Regions from separate parts of the Mus musculus genome. Here region 2 is linked to region 1. A link is a contact called in public HiCAR-type data. All regions are on one chromosome and are shown on one strand. Each heading gives the region's core, a stretch centred on a gene start, on an enhancer-like site or on the middle of the called end of the contact. The rest is flanking DNA. Distances are from core to core; before and after follow the strand shown.

Region 1 (3,816 bases), core at 600-3,099:
GATTTAAAAAAAGAAAAAAGAAAGAAAGAAAGAAAGAAAGAAAGAAAGAAAGAAAGGAAGGCAGAAAGAAAGAAAAGAAAAGAAAGGGGGAGGGGAGAGAGAGAGAGAAAGGAGGAAAGACAAAGGTTAGAAACTAAAAAATAAAAGTAAATAAAATTTTAATTTTTAAATTAAAAGAAGAGACAAGTACATAAAGAGCTGTGGTGGCCAGTACAGCTTTGTTTTGTTTTTAAGGGTCTGAAATGCAGCAGTTTGTTGGAAACAGGCAGGCAGGGGAGGGCAGCGGTCAGCACCAAGCTCTAAGCAGAGGCTGGCAGGGACAAAGAGCTAGCTGCCTTCCTGGATGAGGGCTGGATGAGCAAGAGACCTGGTGATGGGAGCCGGCGAGGCCCACTGGAGGAACTAGAAATAGAAGCAGGAGCAGCTGGAGTCGAGTCTCCTCTCTCCAGATGCCGCAGCCTGTCAGAAGCAAGACTCACTCGGGAAAAGGGCTTCTCTTCTGCACATAGGACAGAGTCTGTTTTGTTTCTCGCCTACTCTGTCTGGCTCCTCTCCAACACCAGTTCTTAAGGCTCTGGACATACACAATTCCACAGGCCCCTGTCCCAGGATCCAGAAACAGAGGACAGCAACATCCGGCATGCTCGGTCAGGCCCCGCTCTTCTAGCTTCATTGCAGTCCCCGGTCCCTGGCAACCACCCACCAAATCCCTTTCTGTGCCATGGTGTGTGGAAACGGGACACTGGACAGTCATTTTAGCTGATTTGTTCAATTTGTTTCCTGGGCTTTGGGCAACCCAGCCCATCTGTGGATGGCTGGAAGCGGCATCCGGACAGCACGCCTTCCTAGCCACCTCCTAGGGGCTCCCCAAGGGCTGCCTTCCGTTTTCTTTCCAGGGGTCCGTAGAATACAGTCCTGACTGTTTTCCAAGGCACGAACCGGCATAATAAGCACAAGGCGTCTCCATGGCACCTTTCATTGAGCTTATTGGAGCGTTCTGCAGATGCCACGGAACACCGAGCCAAGTCCCAGGAACACGTTCTGAACCCCAGGAGCTGCACACCGCTTTATTAGGTAGTTTATTGGCGCATCAAATCTGGAGTCTACCACCTTCGGTTCACAAATCAGTTCAGAGAGAGGCTCTAACTTGCCCAATATTAAAGAGTAACAGTGCCACCTGCTCCTCTTCCCTGATTGGCACGATGCCAGGGAATTGACTGGTGGCCTAAATGGGAAATCAAGGCAGGAATGGCTGGAGGTGATAGAAACCTCAGGCTGTTGTGAGCCCAACAAGAACAGACTCTGGCTGGGCAATGGTGGTGCATGCCTTTAATCCCAGCACTTGGGAGGCAGAGGCAGGCAGATTTCTTAGTTCGAGGCCAGCCTGGTCTACAGAGTGAGTTCTAGGACAGCCAGGGCTACACAGAGAAACCCTGTCTTGAAAAAACAAAACAAAACAAAACAAAACAAAACAAAACAAAACAAAACGAACAGACTCTGGAGGCAGGCTTTACTGAGCAACTCATTCAGTTGAGGAGCACAAATGCTATTTAAACTTTTGGGGAGTGAGTAGGGGCACTCAGAGAGAATGTGCATCACTGGCCAAGGCCACAGTGAAGGGAATATTTTATTTGCATGAAAAGGACCTGAGGTGCTTGCTATCTGGACATGACCTTACTCAGAGAGGAAATTTAACCTATAACCCGAAAACTGGTGATGACTACCTCAGAGTAGCAGAAGTGGAGCCAAAAGGCCATGTACGTGCTCTGGAACATACAGGCCCAGGGCAGAGAAGGAGGAGTCCTGCTCCTGCTGGCCTTAAGATGAGATCGTCAGGGCCTGGGCATCACTGGTGATCCAGGCCGGCTCTCCAGGTCGCAGGTCTCTCCTGGTTGCGGCTCCCTGCTCATCTGGCTCCCACAACATCACAGAGTAAGTAGACATGTAAATTTTGAACCTAGCTCTCCTGCTGCCGCTACTGAGGGACAATATCCTCACTAATTGGTTCATAGGAGTTCACAGACCTCTGATGAACAGCAATATGGCTAAATACCCTTCCTTGTGAAGTGCACGGAACTGCATAGCCTGGGTGGGAAATGAGCTGGGTCCATCTCTTTTGTTGCATTTAGCCATTCCTCTTTTGTTATTTTTATCTGATTTGGTTCACTTCAGACCTGGTACCCGTTTCTTATTTATGACTAAAGGCCCCTGGGTGAGAAAAATGGAATCAAGAAAACCGTTTTTCTTTTATGTTCTACAAATGTTTCTATACCTCATTCCCACCACCCTTTAAAATAACATTTCCTTCCCAGGCCCCCCCCCCAAAAGCTTCTAAAATCCCTGCCTTTCCAATCTCCTCTTCACCTTGGCTATAATTATCTTGGGAGAATTTAAATTCCTTATCATGGGTTTGTGATGGCTGTGGCTTAAGGACCGTTGGCCTGGCTTCCATTCTGAGGCTTCGTCAAATTGCCCTCTATAGGAATTACCGTTAGACTCTTTCTTTCCTTAAAGGATGATAATGGGATTGTGACTCTGTTAAAGAAAGAACCCTTCTCTTGCTTGAGATACGTGCTGAAATATTTACCAGTCTGGGATTTGCTTCAAAACAGTCCAGTGAGGGAGATGACAAACACCACAATTGCTCGCTGAAATTGTCAGTCTCCTCCGGCTTTCTCTCACGGATCTTCATTCCTTTTCTGGTGCTGAGGGTGGAACCCGGGACCCCAGGGATGCTCCGTCGGGGTTCTCCCACTAAGCAGTTGCCCTCCTCTCTTGCAGGGACCCATTTGTTTCTTCTCCCTCTCACCCCCCAGGCTTCAGATCTGGATGTTGTGAACCTGAGGGTGGGGTTTGCCTCTGGGAGACTCAGACAAGAAGAGAATCTTAGTTTTGAGATCCCATCTCTATGGGATGAGCATCTGCTCCTCTGGGTCCAGGCTGACAGAGCAGCTGCTTCCTCCCTGGGATCTTTTCAATTCCTTCCTTCCTTCCTTCCTTCCTTCCTTCCTTCCTTCCTTCCTTCCTTTTATATCTTTATGTAATTACACTGTAGCTCTCTTCAGATACTCCAGAAGAGAGAGGGAGTCAGATCCCATTACAGATGGTTGTGAGCCACCATGTGATTGCTGGGATTTGAACTCAGGACCTTCGGAAGAGCAGTCAGTGCTCTTAACCACTGATCCATCTCTCCAGCCCTTTTGACTTTGTTATTAGTGTGTGTGTAGAGGTCAGAGGACAACTTTGCAGGGCTGCCCCCTCTCCTTCTAACTTATGCGGGTCCCAGGGATGGAATGGAAGTGCTTGGGTCTGCGTGGGAAGCACCTTTATCTGCTGCGCCATCTCACTGGCCTGGATTCCCTTTTTCTACATCCACTTCCACTGTCTTGAAGGTAGGTGTAAATTTACCAAGGTCTCCCCATCCCCACCCTGCTTCTGACTCCTGTGCCCTTCAAGGAAGGAAGGGAGGGAAGAAGGAGGCAGCTTAGAGAAGCAACTCTCACTTCCAAGATCTGGACCAGACCCAGCCACCTGGTCCCCAGGGTTTCTTGGAGGTCTCATGATACTCCAATCCCAACATGTGCAAATGGTGCTCCCATCCCTTCCTTGATCCCCACAAGCATCCTGACCCTCCCTGCAGTCATCCGTAGACTCAGTGGGCATCCTTTCCCTTCACTTCTCTCACCTGGCTGCTCTGCTATGCTCGGCAAGGCTGTACTGGTCCAGGCTGTGCTGGTCTTGGCTGTGCTGGTCCAGGCTATGATGGTCCAGGCTGTGCTGGTCTAGCCTATACTCATCTTGCGGAGCCTCCCTTAG
Region 2 (3,667 bases), core at 516-3,015, 1.1 Mb before region 1:
ATATTCAAAAAATGTTTGTCGGCCTCGATGTCAAAGTACTCCAAGAGGGAGAGACAGACAGACAGACAGACAGACACCAAGAAAAGCATGGTCCCTGCCATCAAAACCTTACAGAAGAGCTTAGGAGTACAACACAGAAAAACATGTGGTCAGCTACTCTACAATAATGCCAAGATGGGCAGGGCTCAGGGGAGGCAGAGGATCTTGAAGGGACTGTTGAGAGCTGGGCAATAGACAGAATTGATGCATATGAGAAGGTGTATGTGTTCGGGTAGGGTGCTGAGAAAACACGGAGGCCTGTCTTGTAGAAAGAACAGTGTATGCAAAAGTCCAGAGGCTAGAGAAACCATAACCATGAGTGCCGTATATTATGGGAAATTGTAAACCAACAGTTTTTGCAAGGAATGTATACATTTTTTTTAAAAGCTCTGCTAAGAATCCATAATTGGGTCTCACCCTCAAGGAGGCCTACCTACCAAAGGGGTGGTAGTCTGTGGATCTAAGGAAAAGTTCTCTCTTAGTGAACAGCTACCATCCTAGCACTCAGGAGGCTGAGGCAGAGAAATGGAGAGTTCCAGCAATAGAACAAGGGCGCGCTGGGGGGAAGGGAGTGACAATATGAATTTCTGCCAGTGGAATCCACGATCTTAACAAGCATCCTCCTGCACACATAAACTGGAGAGGCACTGTCAGACCTCTGAGATTACATGCTTTCACACTTGTCAAACCTCACTATAGCCCAGAACCACTAGGGGATCTCCGGAAAGACAAATACTAGAAAGATACTAGTATTTGTCTCCCCCTACCCTCTAGACATGGTGGTTTAATTAGTTTGAGGTGCTATGGCACCAGGAATCTTTTCAAAACTCCCCAAGTGATTTTTACCGTGCATCAAAGTTGGACATCCAATGACCTAATTGGTTAAGAACCTGGATCGGACTGTCAAGGCTGCTTGAGTTCAAATTACCCAGCTCTATGACCTTGGGCACCAAAGGCGCCCGATCGCTCTGGGCCTCGGTTGCCTGGTCCGTAGAATGGGGTAACAGTCCTGCCGTGCAGGGTGCTCAAATTCCCTATCTGGCCTGGGCCTGGCGGAAAGCAAGCATTTGCGGAGGGTGGCTGTTTACTCTCCTCGCAAGCGTCACCGTGCCCTGGGCAGTAGCATCCTCACCGGACGGCAGCAACTCCACCTGCCCCTCGGTGGACCGCATCCTCCCCGGAGTTGCCGCTGCCACTCCAGACCCGCCCCTGTCCCCAGGCTGCCAGGGGGGCGCTCCGCCAGTCCGACCCTCCCGGGTTCGCTCACACCCGGCAGAATCCGCGGGCCAGGACTGTGCTCCCGCGCCCGGTGCGGCCACTTCAGAACCCAGGAATGCGCCCGCCGACGCTCGGCCCCGGGAGCAGCGGAGGTTCAAAGAGCCCCTGCCTCAGTAGCTGCTGAGGAGAGGGAAAAAAAAAAAAAAAAGCACGGCGAGAGGGGAGGGTCCGGCCGCACCGCGCCGGCCGCCGCGTACCTGAGGCGACGGGCGGGGCCCGCATCGCTGGGCGGGCGCACCGCGGGCCGCACTCGGCCTGCCGCCTCACGCGACCCGCGCCATCCGGCCCGCGCTGCCACTGCCCCGGCCGGCCCTCCACCGGCAGTCAGTCCGTCCACCCGTCAGTGACTCTCCCAGGGCGCCCAGGGGACGACGAACACCGGTCGCTTGGCCGGCCGGCTGGGCTCCGTTCAAGCAACTTCCGACTGCCAGGGGCGGTGGCGTCAAATAATTCCCCAGCCGAAGGGACTACTGCGCCTGCGCGGCGCTGCTGACCCGCGACTTCTGAAGGGACCGAGTGGGCAGCGTCAAATAAGTCTCCGAGCCTGGAGCCGGAAGCTGCGCGTGCGCAGCCGTCCCAGAGGGCCGCGCGAAGCGCGATTGCCCACACCGCCCCCTTTCGGGCTTCGGTGGAGTGGGAGGAGTAAAGTGACGGACACTTACGTCATCGCGGTGCCAGCTCCAGAAGCAATCTGGCTTCTACATGTTCTTAGTGCAGAAGAGTAAGGGGCTTCTCTATGAAAAGTTGGCTACCATTCAGGCTAAAGGAATGTCTCACATCTCAGCATTGTAGCTCTTCCTTTGCCCAGCCCCTTATTACATGGGCGCAGCATTATTATGGGCAATGTCCTCGCCAGGCCTGACGTGCTTTAAAAGGATGATTCAGAACCTGTCACCAACGAGTTGTATCTGATCGGGGAGATAAGCTATTACTAACAAGAGATACAAGTTCGAGCACCTGCCATGCACCGGACGTTTTGCAAACAGTACCACTGTCAAGAATTTCGTTTCAACTTCCACGAGGAAAGTAACAACATTTTAGACGTACTCCCCACGTGTCAGGCTGAGAGGAAAGAGGGATGGAGACAGCTTCATAGAGAGCCTGGCCTTGTGACTGACCTTGGAACTCAGAGGTGGAGGGATCAGGGTGTTAGGCTGTGCAAAAAACACATTTGTATGGAAAGCAGAGAAAACGGTGACTGTCATCCTCAGAAGAGACCATGAACCAAGTAGGAGTGAAGAAGAAACTAGTGCCCTCGTAGAAGAGATAAAACAAGGATTCTTTAAGACCACAACCTCACCTACAGGAAGAGGGGAAGGGGTGGGTAACAATGTGCCAGGACAGTGTGTGGATGAAGCAGTAAAGTTCAATTAGACAGTTTTTGATAAGTGCTTTATCACATGGTCACTATTCCAAGCCCCTCTCTCCTTCCCACTTCTACACTACAGAGGCCAAAAAGCAAAGCCCCCTCCCCTGCTTGACAGCATACCAGTGAAACAAAGTTCTAGTCCATAAAGCATAAACCAAAGTTCCAAGGGAGACTTAGGATATAAAGGAAGTCCTGAGAAATTTTGTGTCCTTCAACTTTCCCCAACTTCATGATTGGAACCATGGTATAATACAATGCCAGGAGATGTGGCAGTCATTCTGAGATCTTGCAGAAGACTCTACTATAAATGTAAAACAAGGCAAAGAAACCTGCCTCTTTAGGACACACCAAGGAAACTGCATGGACTCTGTACTCCTTTCCTGCTTTAAAGAGGGTGGTGGGCCTTATTTATACCACAATCCATTGAGTTTTCTGTTACTTGCGACCACATTCCTAACACCGAATATTGAACATCTATGGAAGATCAGACTGATAGGGTTGAAGAGGAGTGGGTGATGGGAATTGGAAAAGTGACAGACACGGAGGACTGGGAATCTTTTTAAAGCACATGGAACTGCAGACATAGCTTAGTTGGTGGAGTATTTGCCTGGTGTGTTTGAGGTCCTGGGTTTGATTCCCAGTACTACACAAACCATATGTAGTAGCATATTCATCCTTGAACTTGTTACACAGAGTGCTTTGGGCCAGCTTGGGCTACATAAGGCCATGTCTCAAAATAAAAAAAAAAAAAAAGGACTTGGAAAAATGAAAATACCTCTAGTCCCTCCACCTTGAGAGTTTAATTCATGGCAGACTTAGTTCTTTAGTTTTTTTGTAGGGAAGCTACAGGGGAGAGAGGTTTCCATTCCTTTAAATGAGGGAAAGAAGTTGTGCTCAGTTCCAACTCGAGGCTCTCTTATCATTTTTATTTCATACACAAAAATGAACTGTTGTAAAAGAGAATAGAAGTAGAACAAATAG

Evidence for each region. HiCAR-type assays count read pairs that join an accessible place to other places.
Region 2: a contact with region 1 is called in a HiCAR-type map of astrocytes, with 2.9 times the contacts expected there. The contact joins the promoter of Ralgapb here to the promoter of Ghrh in region 1. A contact is called at or near these places in 1 of 39 promoter capture datasets (the 3T3-L1 cell line) and 1 of 115 datasets of contacts at active chromatin or transcription factors (astrocytes).

The regions. Positions count from the first base shown.
Region 1 is chr2:157,344,688-157,348,503 of GRCm38.p6, reverse strand. Ghrh (growth hormone releasing hormone) reads left to right here and starts at 1,849. Exons shown (of 5, transcript NM_010285.3): 1 at 1,849-1,932.
Region 2 is chr2:158,407,951-158,411,617 of GRCm38.p6, reverse strand. It overlaps Ralgapb (Ral GTPase activating protein, beta subunit (non-catalytic)), which reads right to left and starts at 1,765. Exons shown (of 30, transcript NM_001291138.1): 1 at 1,515-1,765.